Linked DNA regions of Mus musculus: all the other regions are linked to region 1. Evidence: chromatin contacts called from public promoter capture Hi-C data. All regions are on one chromosome and are shown on one strand. The core of a region is the stretch at or near the end of the contact, and the rest is flanking DNA. Distances in the headings are between cores, read along the strand shown.

Region 1 (5,726 bases), core at 2,124-4,623:
TGAACTTACAACCATCTAGCTGTGTTCGGTTAATATAGTTGTCTATGATCCCTTTTACCTCAGACATCTCACTGCAGACTCGAGTAAACCTAAGAAATTATAGCTTTTTAAAATTGGACTGATTTCCCAATTCTGGTAAAAAGATGCTTCTGCAAAAGGAAGTCACCTTCCAGTATGATACAGCGACTGCCCTCTATCCTATCTGGCAGGTGATGTTTACAGACCCCAAGGTTCTACTTTACTCATTCTCTTCTCCCAGGAATATTACCTACCACTCATAATAAGAGCCTAGATAGAAGCAGAATAGAGCCCCTCCCTCAGATCAGAGCAGCTACCAGATTACTTGCCCAGAAAGCACATTCCAAGCCTTAAAGTAGAGGGGTAAACTCTGCTTTCAGTAGGCACACCTTTGAAAGGAGCAGGTTTAAGATTAAATATAATATCCACTGCCCGTCACCTGCTTGAAACTCTAACTTAGAAATTAGTTGCTTCAAGAAACCCGCAATCATTTCTGAGTTCGAGGCCTGGTCTACAAAGTGAGTTCCAGGACAGCCAGGGCTATACAGAGAAACCCTGTCTCGAAAAACCAAAAAAAAAGAAGAAGAAGAAGAAGAAGAAGAAAAAGAAAAAAAGAAACCCGCAATCAAATACCAAAGCATGTTTATCTTTATCTTCACTCAAAAGAAACAAGACTGCCTTAAGAACCTGACCTAATATCCGTATGTATTTCTTTCGTGTTTAACTACTTTTCATTACTTAATTCTAGTCAACTGATTAAAGGAAAATAACAGATGCCACAGAGGCATTGTTACACAGAAATGTTTAAAAAAAAAAAAAGAGGCTGCCAATCAAGAACAAGCCCCACTACCTGTTATAACAGCATGGTATATACACTGTGCCTACTACCCCTCACACCACAGGCTTTGTGAAACATTCCCTTACTAGCAAAGAGGCCTAAAATCCCTGACCTGGCAATTTTTACAATCATTTTAACCATCTGGAACTGACTGCAACTTCCCTAAAACAAACCTCACCACCACTTCTCCTCTTCCATAATCACTCTTCTGGAAAGGACTCTGTTCTCTATCTTTTCTCTCTCAAGCAACCCCTCAATCTCTGACCTGGTCCCCCAAAAGGGAGTATTCCTTCTGCCTCTCCAGGTGTAGGCCCTATGTTCATTCTCGTCCCCTACTGGCTTTCTCCTTTTCGGTCAAAAGACAAAGATGTCCTCTGGGAAAGGGGGGTGTTCGGTGTCTTTAAGCCCTGAGCTAGGACCACCTTGGATTGACTGCCTTCTACTTCGGTATGCACTATTTTTTTCTTAGCCTGAAATAATCTGGTTTGTCCACAAAATGTCAAGTACCAGCTAAGCAGCTCTCTTTTTATCCTTTTCTGCCCTTTTCATTTCTGCTCTACTTTGGTTGTGTTTAGAGCCTAAGATCTTTCATCTCACATCCTATGATCTCCACTGTCCTTCTAGAAATATCTGAAAACACAGAGGGGCACACTGGGAATCCCAACACTAGAAAGATGAAGACAAGATTATAAATTCAAAGCTGGCTTGGGCCACACAGAGAGATTTTACCTCAAAACACCACAAGCAAAAGAAAACAACCAATTTTAGCTCACATATATTCCAAGAATATCTATATCTATCCATATATGTGTGTATGTATATATGTAATATATATATATATATATTATATATACACCTCACATATATTCAAACCCTTTAATCTCATGAGTCAAAATTCAACAGATTTTCTCACACCCCACCTTATTCTGTTAGCATCAAGTATACCATCACCATCAATTCAGTCAAATAATCTTTTCGCATGAAGCCATCAACATGTTTTGCATATATTTATACAGCGTTCCAAAGTGACAGCTGTGTCAGAAGTTGTCAGACTCCTTTACCAGGGAGGAGCAGTCACCCACAACTGAAGTGTTTGGGAAATAAAGGTGTAGAGGAAAGGAGAGGAGAGGCAGGGCTAACACTGCCTTAATCTCACCTGCTACATCCTCATTTCTCCCTGACTAATAAATATCCCTTTAATTTCTGTTCAGCCCACAAAACTGACAAGGGCCCGGACTCTTGAGTAAATCCATAATATTACAAGTCCTTTATCTCTCATTCAGAAAGAGTCAGCATTGTGGCTCCAAGGTACCAGACCTTTAGTGTTATTTTTAAAACACAAAACTCTTTCTCAGAGTTAGCCTTGGCATCTGTGGTACAAGACGTAGGGCCACTGATGAAATAACGTAGGCAAAACACCTTCTACGGAAAAGCTGTTTTCTGAAAGGATTATTAACAAGTACAAACTGGACTAGGTAAGTAACTAGCAACTCGACATCTGCCCGGTCGGACTGTACAGAGGCTACAGCAGGGACGCTGAATGGTTTAAATCGGCCGGCTTCCTAGGAAGAGTTTAGAAGAACTGCCTGCCCACATCAGTCCAACTCTGAAGTTGCAGCAGCCGATGATGTAGAAACCAACCCACAGCTAAGAACGTTAAACTAAGAACCATCAGGGAGAAAAGTCTGCGAGGCCGAAAACTAGACAAAGTCCTGCGCAGACCCTCGTTATCACTCGCACACCTGCGGCCCGCAGGACCCCGCAAGACCCCCAGCCCCGCCCCAGGCCACCGCGTTTCCGGGCGGGTCGCCGCGGCCTGGGGACCAGCAGACGCAGCGCAGGGCCCCGACCCCCGCGCGCCCACGCGCCCGCCCTCACCGTGGCTCTGCAGGATCTCGTGCTTGAGGCCGCCGGTGTAGTCGATGAGCTCCTCCAGGCCCCGCTCGCACAGCTGCCCGTAGCCCGAGAACTTGTGCAGCACCTTCTCCAGCTCGCGCTCCACCGTCACGCACTGATCCATGCCGGAGACCGCGGCGCTCGGCTCCCCGGCGCCCGGGGGTCCGCAGTGGTTCGGCCCGGGCCCCACCGAGGCCGCGTCCTGCTCCTCCTCCCCCAAGGCGGCGAGCGGGCGGCGCGGGAGGCGAAGGCAAGACGGGCGCGCTAGCCGCGGCGCCGGGGGAGCCCCGCGCAGCCTGTGCCCTCCCGCCCCATGGCGCCCCGGCCCCGCCGCTCGCGCTCGCTCGCCCGCCCTACCCGGCGCCGCGTCTCGCCCCGGGCCCCCCTGGCTCGCCGCGTTCGGCCGCCCCTCGGCGGCGCCGCCGATTGTTTTTGTTTTCACGGGAACCGGCCGATGACCTGGTTCTCCCGGGCGGCACCAATAGCCGCGGCCCGGGAGGGGGTCGAGCCTCCCTCACGAGCGGAGGAGGCGGCGCGGGCCGTACCAATCGCGGACTCGGCGAGGGGTCAGGGGGAAGCAGCGGGCGAGCACGGGCGGAGGGCGCGCGGGCGTTCTGAAGGTGTGGGCCGTACCACGCGGGAGGCCGTGAGGGAGCGCGGCGAGGGCGGGGCGAGGGCGGGGCGAGCGACGCAATTGGCCCGCGCAGCTGAACAGGGAACTTTAGCGATAGCGTCAACTACGCGGCCGGTAAACAAGAGGGTGGAAACCGTCCCCGGATGCTCCGCCCAGAAGCAGAAGAGTGACCAATCGACGCGGGGGTTAGGAGCGAGACAAACATCCTCCAATCCTGGGCCGAGGCGTAAAACTTCAGCCAATCCAGACTGAGGAGCCAAACCAATGCGCTCGCTGTTGGAGGGGGGTTGGCTTGAAGAGCGGAGCTTGGCGCTTCTACTGGGAAGCCGCGAGGGGAAACATGACAGCAATTAACGGGGCTGTTTTCTCCAGGATTTCGCCCTGATTGCAATTTGTGTTTTCTCCGCATGGAATTTTGGCCGGAGTTTCGACTGAGAGGCCCACCTCCGGGGCCAAAGGATGTCTGTCTGGCCGCCTAGTGGCGGAGGGCCCGGGCGGGGTCACTAACCCGATGGAAGGTGGTAGCTCTTAGAGGGATGGCCCGCGCCCAGCGTTGGCTCGTTCTTGACGCCCCTCGGCCTGCAAGTGGCCTTCCCTGTCGCCTTGTCCACGTGCTGGGCATCTTGGCGGCGGTCACGAACACGCGTGGGCGAGCTGAGCAACCTGGCCCTTGCTCCTTGCCCTTACCTTGGCGTAGGGCTTTTGCCCTGGTTTACCACGGGGTTCTGGCCTTGGCCTGTGCCCTCTTGCTCACCAGGCTTCTACCCTACTAGCTTTTCGTCAAGTCCCTGCCTCACAGCCTGGGCCTGGGAGAGTCCGCCTTCCTGGGCCTGCAGTTGCCAGCTTGCTTGCCTGCTCATAGCATTCCTACTTCCACCATGGTTGTATCACCTCTGCCTCCCCGAATTTTCTCCATCAATTCATTGTATCTCTTACAGCACAATTTTTTTTTTCTCTCACACATCACTTGTCAAAGTCTAAAATAATAATTGTTTGGAGTTTTGCTTGTTTTGGTTGCACCACTTAAGTAATACTATGAAGGGTAACCCCTTTTGTTGTGGCCTGTTTGTTTCTAGAACACAGCCAGCACCCTGGTGGACAGTCTTTCTTTTCCTTTAATTCAGGTGGTAACCTTTTTAAAGTTCAATTTCCGTTTTTATAATGTGGCAGCTAGTGGGCGGGTGGTTATATATGATGGCCTTTAGTGGTCCTGGATATTTGGAAGTTCAGCTGATGGTATTTCAGGGCTCCTTTCTGTCCCTCATCACGCCATTTGCTTTTAGTCCTCTTTCTTGGCAGATGGCCCTGATTCCTACTTCTCGAAAATAAAAAACCTTTTAGCTCCATCAATCTTGCCATTCTCCTCAAAAGGTTTTCTAGCTACCATCCATTTTGTGAAAATACTCAGGCATCCAAAAGAAGAAAGGGCCCTCTTCCTTTGTAAAACAAGCCCGAGGGTGCCTGGCATCATCTTACTGCTGTCTAGAGCGTCCTTGCCTGGCTGTACTTTAGTTCTTCCTGCTTGGGGATGGAGTGGACCTGACTTAGCAACCTTCACTTGACCCCTCTGAAGCTGTTTCCTTCTTTAGCTGCCACACTGCACAGACAAACCTTGTTCTTCCCCTTGAACCAAGGATCTCCTTGATAGTTTCAGTCACACCCACACTCTCTCTCTCTCTCTCTCTCTCTCTCTCTCTCTCTCTCTCTCTCTCTCTCTTCTTCCCCTTTTTTTTCCTAGAAGTTGTTTGAATAACTAAATAAATGAGATAATCCATGTAAGACCTTCAACATAATGCCTGGCGCATGTAAGAGCTATTCTTTTTCTTTTTCTTTCTTTTTTTTTTTTTTTTTTTTTCGAGACAGGGTTTCTCTGTGTAGCCCTGGCTGTCCTGGAACTCACTCTGTAGACCAGGCTGGCCTCGAACTCAGAAATCCGACTGCCTCTGCCTCCCAAGTGCTGGGATTAAAGGTGTGCGCCACCACGCCCGGCTGTAAGAGCTATTCTTAGCTACCAATCAGAAGTAATGACTCTTCACTAACTGCAGTTTCAAATCCAGTGAGCTGCATGATGCCCAGTGTGACCTGTCACAGCCCCATCCTACTACCCAGCACTGTTACTCTCAGTGTGAGCCGAGCACGGCTCATTCATGCCAAGCCCCATGCTGATTACTTATCATAAGCTTTCAGATTTTTCTCTTCCAGCAACAGGACAAATTCTATCTATTGATAACACCTGAGTCTGCACAGATACACAAAGTACCAATCCCAGGTAGCTACTTAAAATTCATGTGAAATCAAAAATTCAGTTCCTTAAGTGTACTAACCACATTTCAGATTCTC
Region 2 (5,726 bases), core at 1,589-4,088, 920 kb after region 1:
GAGTCTGGATGATGGGAGGAGCATGCCTTAGCCTAAGGGAAGGCCCACCCAGCTGCACTTGGGTTCTTCACTCTGCCCCTCACTTCCTTTAGGGCAAATAACACAGCAGAACCACACGAGTATTTTAGTACTTTTTTATATCTATTAAAAGAATTCTAATTTGCACGTCTGCAGTGTGTTCTGGAGAATCACGGAGGGTCCGATCCAGTGGGCAGGGATGGACAGAAGTCCTTTCCCCCAGGAAAGATTCTTGAGGTTGCCAGAAACTAAGAGTGACAGATGCCATTCAGATACATCGTAAGGGTGTGTACATACCAGTAATCCCAACACTGGGAAGACAGAGCAGAAGGATGTCCTAAGTACAAGGCGAGCCTGGTCTATATAGTGGGTTCCAAGACAGCCAAGGTCACATAGTGAATGAAACCCACTTTCAAAACTTCCACAAGGACTGTCCCCCTTTGAAGAGTCTCTAAACAGCCTTGCCCTACTTGGGCTGGCTTGACCTTTGATTCCTTGATAATGGCGCCTACAGGAGTGGGATACAGAGAGCAACTTTTACAATGTTAAAAGTTTTCTATGTGGAAATAAAGAACACCCCCAGGATTCCACGGTTAACTAAAGGTTCCAAGGTTAACTAGAGATTTCCGGAGTGGGGTGGTGCAAGTTAATTTATCAGTTTTAAACAGCTACAAAGCGCCAGGCTCTGACACAGTTTGACTTCTAAAAGAACACTCAGACCCAAGCCCTGGTTGTTCTAGGGCCCCACCACCCAGAGTCTAGAGGCTGGCAGAGGGAATTGCAGCCTGGCACCTTCGGACATTTGACACCTTTGACATCTTTCTGGCTAGCAGCAGGGTGGAGGATTCGGAAGGAGCCCCTGCTTCGGCTGGTGAGCCGTGCAGCTGCAGGGTGGGTAAAGAAACCTTTAATGATTCAGAGTGCAGAGGGAAGGTATCAGAGAGGCTGAGCGCTCAGCCCTGGCAGCTGCCTCACGTGTACATGGCTCCGTGGAGGTTCTCCAGGCGGTGCTGCTGCTGCTGCCTGCGAGCCTAGAAGAAAGACGCCAGGCTTAGGCAAGGCTGGGTCTGAATACTCATGGATAGGACCATGCAGAGAGCAGCTGTCACGGGGTCTCTTTTCAGGCTTCTAACATTAACAATGCTGAGACCTTTGCCCTCACCACACTGACTTGGAAGGGAGCCCAAGTGAGGGGGGCGTTCAGAGGCCTAGCCAAGCCTGCTGAGGAGTGGGGAGTGTGCAGCAGGGGTGGGGTGACCAGACCTTGTCTTTCTTGTGCTCTTCATAGCTGTCATCATCAGTGGGCAGCTCATGGCGGCACAGAGGGCAGGAATTTGTCTAGAGAAATCAAGAGCGGTATTCCGGTCCTTTCCTGCTCCTGCCTTCCAGCCCTGCTCTCTCCCTTGATTTCACCCCAGTCCATTACCAAAAAAAAAAAAAAAAAAAAAGCCGCTTAGGAACTGGCGGGAACTGGTGTTGGGGCCGGGAAGGGATGGACCGAGTACCTTACTTAGCCAGGGCAGAATGCAGTTGGAATGGAAGAGATGATGGCAGGGCATCTCAATCACAGTCTCCTCCGCCTCAAATTCCAAAAGGCACACGGGGCACTTGAGATCTTGAAGAGGAAGTGTCGATCAGGAGAGCAGTTAAGGCCCAACCCAACCTCCCACTCAGACACAGGCTTGGCCTAGAACACTAACAGGCCAGATTGTTGGTGGCTAGGGGGAGTCGGCAGGCAGGCAGGTCTGGCTTATCTGCCCTAAACAGAAAAAAAAAACAAAAAAGGCCTTGTGTCCTCACCAGCCTTGGCGCTACTGATGACTGTTCTAGGGAGGCTCTCCACCACAGCCTTGGCAGCTGGTGGGGGAAGGTGGTGTTCCCAATCTACCAATCCCAGGTCCTCAAAGTCCATCCTATTAAAGAGTGATCTGAGGGAGAAAGTATAAATCAGAACTAAGGAAATCATCTAGTTCCGGCCCCCATAATCCACTGGGAAATACCTGTCCTGGCTAAAATAGTAATAATAACGAATAGTGCACAAGAGCTCCTCAGTAGGGTGGGAGCCAGAGGTGGTGGCCCATGCATTTAGTCACAACACTTGGGAGGCTGTGAGTTCGAGGCCAGTCAGGGATACATAGTGAGATTGTCTCTAAGCAAAACACACACACACGAAACAAACCCACCAGCACAGCTCTCAATCAACCCCGGCTCGCTTTTCCCTTTTTCTTTCTACCTCCCAAGTAGTTGGATTAAAGGTGTGCACTATCACTCCAGGCAACTTTCCCATTTTACTAGAAATAGCAGTCTCAAAGAAGTCGTTCAGGAATAAGCCAAAGTTGATTCCAGGACAGCAGTGAGTTTCTCTCCTTGCTTATTACTAGCAAAACACTACCCAGTTTACACACTTGGGCACAGGCCGTGTCCGCCCCCATGACAATCTTGTCCCGTGCCTCCCTTTGCTACACCCACCCTTTCTATCTTCGTCTTTCCCACGATCCCCTGGCGGGCCCTACTCATTAATAGCCCAAATTAACGACTCCGACTCGACTAATCGCGTCGCCCTGACTAACATTATTTACCCCACCTCCCAGGTTAACCCGCCCTCTCCGCCAAACCCCAACCCAGAAACCTGCCGCCCGGGGCCCAGCTCCAAGCCCCGCGCACTCTTCTCGCGAGTTCCAGCAACATATTGTTGCGGGCCTCACGCTCAGGGTTCAACGGCTCGCAGTCGTGCTCATCAAAATAAGACGCCATGGCTCCTGGGCTGCCGGGCTTGTCTGACACAGCTTTAGGTTGCCGCTGGAGAGCCGAATCCAGCGCTGGCCAATAAGCGATCGAATTTCAAGAGGAGAGCCAATCAGAGTGCTCCTGGGGTGGGCATAGTGACTCGCACACAGAGGCGGAAGTACCGATGCAGCCGCCTCTCGTTGGTTGGATAAGTCAGGTGACCAAAGACTAAAGCCAATGGGGTTGGAGAAAGAGGAAATTCCGGGGACTTTTCGGAGCCAGGATCTGAGGGCTCTCGCCGGTTTCTAGAAGTGCCAGTCCAAGCCGGAAGTATCTCTACTGTGTCTCCTTGGCTGAGTTTACCTGCATGTTCCACCTACTCCCTGAAAGGAAAATTCCCACGCATTGATTATGTTTTATGCATAAAAATGGGTGAAGGGCCTGGAGAGATGGCTCAGCGCACCCAAGTTTTAGTCCCAGCACCCACTGGATGGCGCACAACACTATTTCCAGAGGGTCTGATGCTCTGCGGGCACCAGGCAAATAAGTGACAGACAGACAGACATGCAGCAAGACACCCACTCGTATTATAAATAAATAAAGCAATCGATGGTGCATGTCTTTAAGTCTGGCACTCAGGAGGCAGAGCCAGGTGTTTTTCTGTGAGTGGGAGGCCAGCCAAGGCTAAAAAGTTGAGACCTTGTCTCAATCAATAAAAATAAAAATTAAAACAAATAAATATAAACAATAAAAGAAGGAAAATAGACAAAACCATGCATGATTAGGAGTTCAACTTGGGCAGTTTACTGTAATTCCAGCTCCAGGTAATGCCTCTTTGCTCCTCCTCCCCGGTACCTACATTCACCTGACAAAGCACACATAGTTATAAAATAAATTTTTTTGAAATTTTTGAAAAGGGGGGGAGTGACCGCCAGAGGATTGCAAACTTAAGACCAGCGTGGGCTACATAGTAAAATCCTGTCTTTAAAAAAATTCAAAGGAGAGGCATATTCAGGAAAAGAGCATTCCATAAATACCTGATTGTAATTGTCTAGTACTGTAGTGCGGCACCTCAGAGGGGCCTTAGAGTTCATGCTGAGCATCTGCTCTACCACTGACCTGGGTCTCAGAAGTAGCTTGCCCAAAGTGAGTGCTGCTGACCCACCTAGCAGGGCAAAGTGCTATCCCCCCATCTTTCTCAGAAGAGGAAGATGATAATAAACCCAAGGAAGGTAACAAGTGCTTAGAGCTCTCAAGGTGGCATACACCCATCGTCTCAGAATTTAAGAGGCCACTGGGCTTTTAGGGAAACACTGCCTCTAACAAACAAACAAACAAACAAACAGTATTGTCTTAAGCCCTGTATGTTTGTTATCTTTTTGTCAACTTGACATAAGCTAAGATCATCTGGGAAGAAGGACCCTCAAACCCTGAGAAAATGCCTCCATTCCATTGGCCTGTAGACTAGTCATTTTCTTGATTAATGACTGATATAGACGGGCCCAGCTCACAGTGGGAAGTAACACCCCAGGGCAGGTCCTGGGGTGTATAGGAAGCAGGATGAAAGAGCCGGTCAGCAGTGTTCTTCCATAGCCTCTGCTGCAGCTCTTGCCTCATGTTCTTGCCATGATTTTCCGTCCTGACTTACCTTCATGGTGGAGTATAATTTTAAGATGAAATAAACCCTCTCCTCCACAAGTTGCTTTTGGTCATGGTGTTTTAACACACAAAACAAAAAGGAAACCGAGTACCAGGACTGGGGTATTGCTGTGGACATATTATTCTTAGGAAGACCGGGAAGGATGACGAAGAGGAGCTGGGAAAGTTGTTCAAGTGCTTAGATCGAGCTGTCTTCAGGCGCACCAGAAGAGGGCATCAGATCCCATTTCTGATGGGTGTGAGCCACCGTGTGGTTGCTGAAATTGAACTCAGGACCTCTAGAAGAGCAATCAGTGCTCTTAACTGCTGAGCCATCTCTCTAACCCAAGTGCTTAGACCTTAATGAACTGTTGTGGGAACTTGGAAGATAATGCTGAGAGCACTGCAGATGACGGAGGCCTGGCTTAATGACGTTTCAGAGGGAAGCTTGTGAGTCCTTTAAAGACTCTGTTGGGGCTATTTATGAGATATATTTTCATTGAGAATCGGTGGCTCTGGGAAGCTGGTGCTAAAGAATCAGCCATGACTGCCAAAAGGCCAGTACCATTAAAAAGTGAAACCTTAGCTCTACTGGGACAATCCATGCTGGTTAGCTAGAGATGAGAAATCAGCAGTGATTAAGAAGATGGGGTCTGGAGAAATGGCTCAGAGGTCAAGAGCACTGATTCTTCTTCCTGAAGTCCTGAGTTCAATTCCCATCAAGCAGTTGGTGGCTCACACCCATCTGTATGGGATCTGATGCCCTCTTCTGGTGTGTCTGAAGTCAGCTACAGTGTACTCATATACATAAAATAAATAAAATCTTTAGAAGAAGAGACAAGCATCATTGAGGTGAAATCTGAGAGTATTTCCTCAGAGTTAGCACACAGAAGCTATGTCCCCAAGAGAGGGCCAAGGCTCCATCTCATGGTGGCAGCCAAACTTGGGAATGTGGAAGGGTCAACCCAAGTGGAACTGATTTTGAAGACTGAAGGGGTCGTGGGGAGTGGCTGAAGTTTGGTTCCATGTGGCAAGAGACTGGCAAGGTCAGAGTCCCTAAAGGGAGATGGAGAGGTCGTTGATGAAGATCACACGTGGAGATCCCATAGTATTGGAGATGCCAGGGCTGTGGAATGACTGCCCAGGGCAGCAGCAGCTGTGCATTGGAGTCCGTCTGAGCCTGGAAGATGAGCTATGTGGGCTGTGGACTGCAGAGCCCGAGCTTCACAGGCCCTTTGGAACCCAAGTGATTGTGGGTGGGTCCCAGACGTCAAGCACTGGACTTTAGACAGTGTTGAATGTGGGTTTGATTTGATTGTCACTATGTCCTGGCTCTTTTCTCT
Region 3 (5,726 bases), core at 997-3,496, 680 kb after region 1:
TCAAAGGCCCTGCATTGGCTGACATCAGTTACTATCCAGGAGGAGCCTGAAAATGAGAATGGGGACAGGTCATTTATGTCATCACAGGCCCCTCCTTCAACCCCCCTCCATTTTTGCAATATTTATTTCCTTAATTATTTTAGGACAGCCAGATTATCTCTAACAGTTATAGAAACAATTTTCTCTTAAAGCCACACAGGACCTCCTTGTTCTGTCTAAAGCAGGTCAGGTACCCTATTGTATTGTAGACCAATTTCAGCTAGTCAACCTACCTGTTGATAGATCTGAGTCTATTTGGTTTCAACAAGTACCTTTCCTGGTATGCCAGTGGGCAAGATAGGCAGCCGTTTTGTCCCCTGTGCCAGGTCCTTTTGACCTAACATCACAGCCTGTTGAGGACACAGGGTAGCATACTCTACTCTCTTTAACTACTTCATGCTGAAATTAAGATGTTGTCCTCAGATTCAGGAAATGGAGCATTCATTAGAAGCATCTGGTGAGCTGACCCAGCTGGAGAGACAGGGAGCAATCCGAATCAGCTGGCTTGGTCCATGTCAGCTTTCGGCAAGTCCAGGGCTCCAAGCCATCTGGATCAGTCTGTAGTCTGCAGCTGATTCCTGGGTGGTGCCTGTCATCTGAAATCTGTCTCAGTGGAAATCTGCTGAGACAGATACAAGCTAGGGACAGAAGTTAAAGTTTAAGGAAAATCTTACACGTGGAACTTTTAGGCCTATAGTCCTGGTAATTGGGAAGGAGAGAGTCTCAAGACAGAGATAGGGGAAGCAGGGAGAGAGGGAGAGAAGGAGAGAGAGAGACCTCGTCCTCAGGGATAGGTGTGGGGACTTAGGTGGTTCTTATCTGGAGTCCTTTTGACCTGTGGGAGGTGGATTCAAGTCTTAGGACTCAGACTCCCTGAGCTTACAGGATTTTTTAGTCTACTTAAAGAGAGAAAAGTTTTAGATATATAAGCATTGTCACTGTGTGTAATCTGTAGTGATCTACATTGTGGGAAAAGCAGCAAGCAGGTGTCTGTAAGACAGCTGGAGTAGAATCCCACCTTTGAATCAGCAAAAGCTATGGCTTCAGGTTAAAAAAGATGAACATTTATTTCTCCTCTGTCCAGTGGGATGGACATATAGATTTGACAGAGACAATTTTAGCCAGTGAGAAGCACCGTTAAGTCTATACTTAGAAGACAACCAAATAAAATTTAAACTCTTTTCCTTGTGACTATAATAACAATCAGTGCTCTACCATCTGTCAGAATTCCACTGATCAGTGTTAAAACTCTGAACTTTTGAAATCTTAGTATAACAAGAACAGAGAGGTAAAGAAATATGAAACTCCCATTTTTCATATACCTTAAATCATTCTCTTAAACCTTTACAACGAACGCCATAAGTCACTTTCTTAGATCCTCTGAACTTAAGCCTTCACGTTCTCAGACCTCTCTGCACCTTAGAACACTATCTTAGACCCTCAGAACTTACATAGACTTTAAACCGTTTATCCATCTAGTCATTTACTAGAGGCACAAATGGTTTTTGCTGAGAGCAGCCATTGCAAAGCAAGTGCTTTGAGTAAAAGAACAGTAAATAGCTACATCAGAAACCTGTTTGTCCTTTAATATGAAGCCTGTTGGCAAGGAAACCCCATCTACCTTTCTCAACTGGAGACTTAGTAGCTTTAGAAACAGCAAGGCCTAGTTTTTACATATGATGTGAACTATCTAGGCAGCTGCAGCCTTGCAGGGAGGAGCCCGTTGCCTGCTGCCGTTAAACTGACAGAGCTACAGTTAGCCTAGCCATCAATGCCAGCAGAGATCCGAGAAGGATACATTGTAGCAGAAAGTATCCAAATGGCTTATGTTCTGATTAAAATGACAGAGACTTACTCATTATCGAGATGATCACCCTAGGCTCTGTGGCTACGATGGCTTGGGGGGAGGTGGAGGTCTCAGGCCAGCATTGGTCTTCAGTCACCAGGCCCAGAAGATCTGAGAGAATTTTATGTGGAGGACAGGTGAGGAACTTTGTGGGGACTGACCTTACCCTGTGGTTCTTTCAATGGACTTGAGTTCTGTTCCCAACTGACCTTACTTTGACCAGGCAAGAGTACAGCAATCAACTCAACAGTGGCCGGGTTTGATGGCAGACGAGGCATGAGGCAGTTATGCCCAGTGGTTAAGGTTACCAGAATCCAGATGAAGGTGTCATGTTTAGAAGCCTTCATCTGGCTTCTACTACTAGGAGCTGGGGTCTCTGTCATGGTAAGCTCTTTTACATTAAACATTCTAAATTCCAAATTCAGCAGACCTTTAGAAAGTCTTAAGGACCAATATCTATTAAGTATATACAAAGTAATAAACTTTGCTTGCTTTTAGTTACTTGCTTTAGGCTTAACCTTGAAAAGTAAATAGCCAGGGGGTGCCGCCTTTAATCCCGGCACTCGGGAGACAGAGGCAGGCAGATTTCTGAGTTCCAGGACAGCCAGGGCTATACAGAGAAACCTGTCTCAAAAAACCAAAAAACCAAAAAACAAAAAAAAAAGTAAATAAAGCTTATTTCTATAATTAATGATATTAGCACTCAGCATGACTACAAGTGAGGTTCTGAACACATTATGGAATTTGATCATTTACTCTGTGACTGTTAACTTGCATGTCTTAACTATGGCTTAGCAGCTTTTATAAGACTAGGATTTTACAGCTTTATTTTTGTGAAGTTTGAATTAAAAAAAAACAATCATTTCTGAAGGAACTGAAGCTCTTTGGTATCAAAATAAAACTGTAACTCATAAACACAGTCCACATAGATACTGGGAACTTTGCTGAGCCTTTTACAGTGTACCACTATAGAATATTAGTTTCTTATATTACTCAGATTATCACAATAGCTAAAGCCTAACGAAGTTAGCCAAGACGAGGAAGGGAGACATACATTCCCAAGCCAGCCTCTTCCAGCCTGAGCCGGCCTTAGGTAAGGAGAGACATCCATCCAGTTCTTAGTCAGATTCTTCAGGTCGTTGTCTTGTTGCTCCAAAAGAGAGGAATACTTAAGGTTTTGGTGTTTAGCGTTTGGTGCTCATAGCTGTGGCCCTAATTTTTTAGCCTCTTATCTATTTTTTAAGGCCAGATATTAATAATATAAAACATTCTATAAATTTAAAGTATCCCATAGCCTTATACATTTAAATATTTTAAAAGCTGTTCTTTTAAAAATATCCACTTTTCTAATTTTAAAATATCTGTAAAACTCCAAAATTTTCTCTTAAAGAAGCTTTAAAATCTCTCAATTGTGTGCTCCTATAACAGTAAATAATAATAATAATAATAACAAAGTACCTTTTTTTATTTGAAGAGGGGGAAAAACCCAGAGCAAAACCATAATCTGAACAAGACAAAGCCGAGCTCCAACAGTACCGACAACTCAGTGCTCAGTACCTGGGATTCACTCACCGTCCTCTGGGATTCCCAGTGGGGCCTGGGTCACCTCTGTGGCCCTGTCCTCAGCATTATACCCAGCCTGCCTTCCAGGTGCCAGCTGGCTCCATTTCATAGCAGCTGCTGTTTCTGGGGGCTGTCATACGGCACCAGCCCTGCCACACAGTGCCAAGCCTCAGCTATTCTCCATGGCTACTTCATGCCTTTAAAACCAGTACCACCCAGGTGACTCTTATATCACAAAGATTGGCTGTTCCACAAGGTATGTTCTTGTATATAAATGCATGGAGATAAAGCGTTAAGACCATATTAAACAAACATTGTTTTTAAATCCTGTCTTTCATAAACCTTGTTTTTATGACTTTGTTTTCAGGACAGAAATCATTATATAAAAATCCACCGTAGTCCAAAATCTGAGACCCTGTTGCCTCCTTGATTTTATACCATGCGCTCACCTTTAATCAACATTGGTGGTGGTGAAGTCACATGACATTCACCCGCTGCATCCCTAACAAAGATGGCTGCCAGCCAAGAGGCTGCCTCCTTCCCGATGCGGAACAGCAGCTAAGATGGTGGCAAACCACATGTTGCTATATCACGAAATGACATCATGCCACATGGTCCCTTTAGGTTACCTATGCGTAGAGTTTTAACTATCAATCCTGTGATACAAGTTTTAAATGAATTGTTTTTCAGAAATTTCACGCCATACCCAATAAAGTTATAAATCATAAGGTACAGAAACTTCACATAAACCAATAGTCTAGTTCTTTTGGCTGTTCTGACTTGCTTTCTTCTCCCCATCACAACATCCGGTGGCTTCCCTGAACCCTGACATCTAAACTTTAAAAGCATGCCTAGGTCTGGAAAAAGGAGAGCCATGACCCAATTCCAGAGCCAGCTTTTCAATAAATAAGGACAACATAAAACAACTTTTATATCCACACTCAAAAGATATTTAAATCCTCGCTAAACTGAACCCAGTGGCCAGAAAGCTCATAGATAAATTTTGAGCCCTGGCCATAAAAGAAGCCATGGTAGTAGTGGTGGCTGACTGCAGCAGAGACAGCAAAAAATATAACCCAGAAAACAGAACAAGGAAGGTTACATACTCGAAGAATGTCAGAAACAAAATGTGGTAGCCACCATATAGTCACACATTCAACTGAGCATGACCCATTTCTGTCTCAGCTCAGGGTTTACAATAGAACTTACAGACACACCAGAAAACACAGACCCGTCCGCACATGCAGAGCAGACAGACACAACAAACAAACAGACGAAGCTTTCCAACCATCCAGAGACAGACAGACAGGCAATGTCTCACTATCTGCCCTAGACAGAAGAATAATTGGGGTCTCGCTGAAGCTCCCACACAACCCAGATACAGATCACACCTAACAGAATTAGACTGTGACTCAAAACCAGAAGGCCTCCATAGATGCTCCCGGGTTTCCTCAACATGGCAGTTACACTCCATAGCTCATAAAACCGAAGGCAACTCCAAACCCTTGGAGCATCTCAAGGCCTGTGCTTCCCGCAGCAGCCCCTCGGCTCTGCAGTCCAGAGTGAAGGTCTGGCTTTAGAGTTTGGGTGGGCGGTCTGAATCTCACTGAGGCCTCCAGAAAATGTTAATCTGGTGGAGAATAAGGCTGTTACCTCAACTTTCTGAGCCAAATTTAAAGTAAGCTTTAATTACTGGCCAAGATGATGGGCTCTGGCCAGGACCCTTCTGAGGTTCCCAGAAAATGGCAGCAAGTCATGTTTTTTCAGTGACTTATAAAGGCAGAACCCATAAGGCTATGTATTTTCCACCAGGTACAATCAGGAGCAAGCATATATCTTGACGTACTTCCTGCCTGCATACCTCCTGCCTATGTCCAATCAGGGGCAAGCATATATCCTTATGTACGTCCTGCCTCCATATTTCCTATCTCTGTGAACAAGCACGTCAGGTACAATTGATTCAATCAAACTCGTTTAGGGAAGTGAAAAGTGGCTTCTATCACACATGAGTAACGGCCTCAAACATTTCAGAAAATATCTTGCCCTTGGACAAGTGGGCTTACAGGCTAGAGGCATTTTTGTTTTTATGGATCTTTGAGGCATAGTAGTTAAAGCTTCAAACATAACTCTAGCTCTCACAATTGGCTCTCGGTTGGCGTTGTCTGAGATATACTAGATATCCTCCTGTGTGGTCCCCAAGTGGCTCATGTTTTTACACTTCAGTCAGCTGGAAAGAGCAGAAAGGAGAAGAGGGACGGTGCTAAAGGGGAGGGGGTGG
Region 4 (5,726 bases), core at 2,089-4,588, 660 kb after region 1:
GACCTCCACATGCATGCAAAGACTTGCATATACTAGATGAATGTATACACAGAGTCCTACACACATGCACACACACACACACACACACACACATACACACACACACACACACTTTTTAAAAAATGTTTTCTGAAAATACATGATTGATTCTGTTTACAACTCAATTACCAAAACATTTTTCAATCATATTCCATCACTTTGAAGCAAGTGTTTTAAATGAAGTCTTCATTCTGTTATATAAAATAATAAGAAGAGCCGGGCAGTGGTGGTGCACAACTTTAATCCCAGCACTTAGGAGCCAGAGGGAGTTGGATTTCTGAGTTCAAGGCCAGCCTGGTGTACAGAGAAAGTTCCAGGACAGCCAGGACTATACAGAGAAACCCTGTCTCAAATAACAAAACAAAACAAAACAAAACAAAACAAACAAAAGAAAAGAAAAAGATGCCATTTCTATAGAAATGAATGAATGAAAGGTAACAAAAATAAAAATAGAGAAAGATGCATACTCAAGAATCTTTTTAAAAGACTTATTTTTAGTTTGTATGTATGAGTATTTTGTCTGCATGTATGTCTGAGTACCACATGCATGCAGTGGCCACGGAGGCCCGAAGAGGGCATTGGATCACCTGGAACTCGAGTTACAGGGACATGTCCACAGCCCCGTCAAGGATCTTTATAATTGGGTACCATGAATTGTTTTGCTGTAACAGGGTCTTATGTAGCACAGGCTCGCATCAAACTGGCTGTGTAGCTGAAGATGACCTTGAACTTCTGATCCTCTTTCGTCCACTCCAGTACACTGGGATTCATTCCATTCATGTACTACCCCACCCAATCGTTTATGCTGTTTTGATTAGTGATGGGCAGTTAGTTTTGTTCACCTTTTGTGTCATGAGATTATTATACAATAGTTTTGACTGTGGAGATTCTCTGAAAGGGTCCCGGAGACAACAAGGAGGACACAGACCGTATTTATCTTTTTTTTTTTAAACTTCAAACAGAACCCACCCAATAGAACCAAAAGTTAGACAAACTTACCAAAATAGAATATTGCAGCTCACAAGGGGAGGGTGAGAGGACGTCATTAGATTAACTAATGTAGTAAATGGAAAAAGTGAATTTAGGAAGTGGTAGCTGCTATCTCTGATTTATTAGTAGTCCTACTGTATGGTAGCCAGAGTCTGGAAGCTTCTCTGAAGCCACTCAGTAAACCATTGAAATCTAGTGGCTGATTCTAGTGTGTTATTTGGGGACTTTGGGAGCAGGTCTTCTTTTCCTTCACTAAGTGTCAACTAGGTGACAGAGCTCATGAATATTTGAAACAAATGTCCCAGGAGACTAAGACAGAAGGTAGAGTTCACTTCTTACACTTCATTGCCCTCAACTTACACCTACTCTTGTAAGGCAGGATGCTTCCAGCTTCCAGGACAGCCCTTACTGCTAAGAGGGTGGGGCTCCACACAGGGAGATGTGGGAGAGAACCAAGGCACAGAGATGTCAGAGCATCAGACCACACAGGCAGGCCTCAGGCTGGTCCAATAGTAGGAGAGTGAGCGGCTCTGCAATCTTTTTCCTGCTATAGTCATTCCAGGCAGCTAGCTAGTGTCTGACCAGCCTTGGCCAACCCACTGGCTTTAGCCACATGTCAGGCTTTCTTCCATCTTTTTTTCCCTTTCTAGACTATTTCCAGTGTCCTCGCTTTAAAATCATACAGATTTGTTGTTTTGGATAGCCATGAAAGTAGAATCCACCTACTCCGTTCTTTCCTATGTCTTTATTCTTGGCATTGACTACCCAGAGAGCATCCCCCAGTTCCCAGGCGACCATGTTCTACTCTCCACCCTGGAGAAAGAGCAAAGAGAGCAAGCTGCTGTAAAAAGGAAAACTGATAACGGCTCTTGGCTCAGGGTCTAGGATCTTCCTTCTCAAAATGAGAGGGTTATTGTTCGGTAAAAGATGGATAGCCATGCTTGATTGGGGCTGGAGAAGGGAGTTCTAAAAGCTAGCCCAGGGCCTCTTCCTGTTTGTACAGGCTGACAAGCTTCCACTACAAAGCTTCAATTTTCTCAGCTGATACACAGATCTAGCACGGGACCTTGAGCAGACCCAAAAAGGAGTTTGCTATGCAGTCACCAAGAAAACTGGAGCTGTTATCTTGGAAAGCGTGCCTCCTGACTATCAGAATGCCCCTTTGTGGTTAAATGTTCTTGAGGTCGAAGGCAAGCTATTCCAATATAACAAAGACTATGGCACTAGGGGATTTCCCACACACACATGCAGTAACAAAGGGTCTGCATCCTCAGAAGAACTTGGCTACATTATATCATTTACTCTGCGCTTTGGATCCCTTTCTTGTCGGCTTTTCTAGAAGATCATGGGGAAAAATATCCTAAAAGGGAGATCCAGTCCGGTTTTAGGCCTTTTTAATGCACCAATTTTGGGATTTATTAAATGTGTTTTTAAAAATCGTATGGCATTTCCTTTCCAAAATAAGGTGTGAGAGGCCAGGGCCTCTCTAGCTTTCAGACAAATAAGATTTGAGCGCTCCAAGCCCAGGTTCTGTTCCTGCTTCGGCCTCCAAATGACTTCAAAGCTACTCACCCTCAGTCCCACACAGACCTCAGTTCCTTCTCCTGTTAAAACAAGTTGGTTGGCTTTGGTAACTAGCACAGTAACAACCGTGTAGCCTAATCGTTCTCAACCTTCCTAATGCTGCGACCCTTTAATACACTTCCTCAAGTTGTGGTGGTAACCCCTGACCATAAAAAGTATTTTCGTTGATACTTCATAACTGTAATTCCACTACTGTTGTGAATCGTAAATGTAAATAAACGTGTCTTCCATTGGTATTAGGCGACCCCCAGGTTGAGAACCGCTGATTTAGCTTGTCCTGGTATTTGTCTCTTGGGTCTCAGGAACCCAGGACCAGTAATTACCTGAAGACCAGTGGGCAGCTGGCGAATAAAGCACGTGACTACGTCAAGCCCCTTAGTTCCCCAGCTCCGACTCCTAATTGGATGCTCAGTCAAAGCCTTTAACCGGTCCAGAGCCACCTTAGGTTCTCCGGAACGCCTTCCACTATCTAATCACGCGCAAGCCTGGGGAGAGTTGAAGAGATCCCCGAGCGCGGGGCACCCTCATCCTAGGCTGCCTGGCGCCCCACCTACTTCTCGGCTGGAGTTGTCCCGCTCCCCCTCGCACTAGCAGTCGGAGGGGGCGGGGGGACAGTCCGCTCGCAGGCGGGGCCTCGGCGCACTCTGATTGGTCTCCCTTATCCTCGTGACGCGCGACCCCGCCCCCGCCTACCCCCACCCCCCTCAGCATCCGCGCGGGGGAGCGGACTGTCCGGGGCTGAATTGGCGCGAGCGCGGCGCCGGGGGCTGGCTGGGGCGCGGGGCCCCGGGCTGGCGGCTTGCCAGCGCTCCCTCCCTAGCATGCACACAGAGGCGGTGGGCGGCGCGGCGCGGAGGCCCCAGAAGCTGCGAAGCCAAGCAGCGGCACCTGCCTGCCGAGGTACGTGGCGCAGCCCCCAGTCGGCAGAGCGGACACCGGGGAGCCCAGATAGCGGCGATCCGCCTTTGCGATACCCCAGGCCCAGCGGCTCCTCCCCAGCCCTGCGACGCCGGACGCGCCTGCTAGGGGACACGGGCGGAGGGTCGCGGCCCCTGGCTGCCTACATGGGCGCCCCCGGCGCAGCCTGCGCAGGTGTGGACGCGGCGCTGCGGGTAAGGATGACCTGCCCCGCGTGGCAGGTCCAGCCAGAGTGGCCCTCTTCACGTCGCTTGGTTCTGGGATTTTAATTCATTGCTGGAACCTTCTGAGCCGGCAGAGTCGAATAGACTCAGTGTCTCCCTTGACTGCTTTGGGGAACCTTGTACAGGGTAACTAGTGGCGCCTGAACCCTCCTGGTGCATCCATGTGGGTAGACGTGCAGTGTGAAAGTGGGTAGCTTTCTGCTGGCAGAAATTCACTGGTGACCTTCCCTGCCCCCTCTCTGCGGCCAGTCCTGCGGAGGAGACACATTGGGAGACCGTTTTGGTTTCTTGGAAATTTTAAGCTGTGTCCTGACGAGGGGACGCGTTCTTTGTGCGCTGTTTTATTTGTTTGTTTTGCGGAGAGGGTGTTAGAGAACAATTGGTAGGACCCCAGTAAATGAAAGCTCTTGTCCCTACTGCACATCAGCTGGATGACCTTGGCAGACACTGATATCCTCCTGTGGGGAGCTTGCTCTCCAGGTCTGTACTGGAAGACTTAACTTGCTGTTGGCTTGGGTCTCTTCCACAATGAGTTTGTGGTTTTAACCATTTAGAATAAATATGTCAATTGGCGAGAACTCTGTAGAATCACTAGCTGACTTGGAAATGAAATTTTTATACCTTTCCCCCCAGTAATTCAGTCTTAATTCACATATATGAATTTTGCCTTTGCAAAATTAGGTGTAAATGTAAGTAGATGTACTTAAAAGGAGGAAGAGGCATTTTTATGTGTTGTGCTTTTTCTGGGACCGATGGGTTTCAGGTTCCTTCAGCCAAGAGCTGTGCTGGGTTTTAGACTTACAAAGGAAGGAGACTCACACTCATCTCTGCCCTCTGGTGTCTAGCCAAGCCTTCCCTTGGTTTATGACTGTAAATCCTCTTCTACCTGCAGCCCTACGCAAATGCTGGGCCTGAGAAGAGGGATTTGTCTGCTGAAAGAAAGGACCAGAAAAGTAGGTTTTGGTTTCTTTTGTGTAATTCCATATCCTGACAGCTCAGAATGGTTTCTCACATTGCTGGTTGCAGGGCTAGGAATTGTCTGATTTCCAAGTTTTTGGTCAAGAGAATATTAATATGAGCTTCCAGAGCACTGTAGTCAGAGTGCTGCATCTCCTGACACTCATGTCTGCTATGTGGTCGGTGCTGTGGCTATCAGGCTGATAGTGTTTTCTTTGAGACTTGAAAAGAAATTGAGATGATTGGAGGTTTGGGTGGCTGTTTTGTTGGTTGGTCGGTCCGTTGGTTGGTTGGTTGGTTTGGGTTTTTGAGTCGGGGATAGCATGCTGTTCAGGCTGGCTTTGAATTCACTGGTGCATCCGAAGCTGGCCTTGAACCACTGATCCAAGTGCTGGGATCACAGACTTGTGCCAACATGCCTGGCTTAAACAGAGTAAGAGGAGGTGTGACAAGGCTTCTGGAAAATGGCATGCTGGGGGCTGGCAGGAAATTCTAAAAGCACACATTTATGATGATTCTGCAAATGCATTCAGCTTGACATACACTGGTCACTGCCCCATGTCATCAAAACAAGTCAAATGGGTGACTGGACAGGGAGGTAATCAAGAAACACACCTGTCGTTGGCTTGCCTCCTCCACCTCTTGCTCCCTTACTGGGCTTGCAAAGTAGTAGAGAATTAGCAGCTGTCTCTTGGCAGATTAATGGTGTGCTGGGTAGTTTTTAATGTCAACTTGATGTAACTTGGAATTATTTGAGAAAAGAAAGCATCATTTGAAAAAAAATGCCCTTACCAGATTGTCCTGGAGGCAAGCCTGGGAGACAGTTTCTTAAGTGGGGAGGGCCCAGCTCATTGTGGGCTAGTGGTCCTGAGTTGTATGAGAAAGAAGGTTTAGCAATCTCTGGGGACCAAGTCAGTAAGCAGTGTTCTTCCATACTCTCAGCATCAGCTCCTGCCTCTAGATTCCTGCAGTGTATCAGTTTCTGTCCTAACTTCCCTCAGTGATGGACTGCAA

Evidence for each region. Promoter capture Hi-C pulls out the DNA fragments that hold promoters and counts their contacts.
Region 2: a promoter capture Hi-C map of pre-B cells shows a contact between it and region 1, with 2.9 times the contacts expected there. The contact joins the promoter of Rnf181 here to the promoter of Rmnd5a in region 1. A contact is called at or near these places in 1 of 39 promoter capture datasets (pre-B cells) and 1 of 9 other capture datasets (liver).
Region 3: a contact with region 1 is called in a promoter capture Hi-C map of liver, with 3 times the contacts expected there. The contact joins the promoter of 4933431G14Rik here to the promoter of Rmnd5a in region 1. A contact is called at or near these places in 3 of 39 promoter capture datasets (hippocampal neurons, liver and pre-B cells) and 1 of 115 datasets of contacts at active chromatin or transcription factors (large pre-B cells).
Region 4: a contact with region 1 is called in a promoter capture Hi-C map of pre-B cells, with 2.3 times the contacts expected there. The contact joins the promoter of St3gal5 here to the promoter of Rmnd5a in region 1. A contact is called at or near these places in 2 of 39 promoter capture datasets (the C10 cell line and pre-B cells).

What each region holds. Positions count from the first base shown.
Region 1 is chr6:71,437,264-71,442,989 of GRCm38.p6, forward strand. It overlaps Rmnd5a (required for meiotic nuclear division 5 homolog A), which reads right to left and starts at 3,374. Exons shown (of 9, transcript NM_024288.2): 1 at 2,735-3,374. The coding sequence starts at 2,876.
Region 2 is chr6:72,359,594-72,365,319 of GRCm38.p6, forward strand. It overlaps Rnf181 (ring finger protein 181), which reads right to left and starts at 2,839. Exons shown (of 5, transcript NM_025607.4): 1 at 2,648-2,839; 2 at 1,819-1,946; 3 at 1,524-1,633; 4 at 1,282-1,356; 5 at 119-1,049. The coding sequence starts at 2,772. The coding sequence ends at 990. Tmem150a (transmembrane protein 150A) reads left to right here. Exons shown (of 8, transcript NM_144916.3): 8 at 1-169.
Region 3 is chr6:72,120,951-72,126,676 of GRCm38.p6, forward strand. 4933431G14Rik (RIKEN cDNA 4933431G14 gene) reads right to left here and starts at 2,247. Exons shown (of 3, transcript NR_045165.1): 1 at 2,095-2,247; 2 at 1,895-1,996; 3 at 1-677. All of the region lies in intron 1 of St3gal5 (ST3 beta-galactoside alpha-2,3-sialyltransferase 5), which reads left to right.
Region 4 is chr6:72,094,270-72,099,995 of GRCm38.p6, forward strand. It overlaps St3gal5 (ST3 beta-galactoside alpha-2,3-sialyltransferase 5), which reads left to right and starts at 3,339. Exons shown (of 7, transcript NM_001035228.2): 1 at 3,339-3,513. The coding sequence starts at 3,435.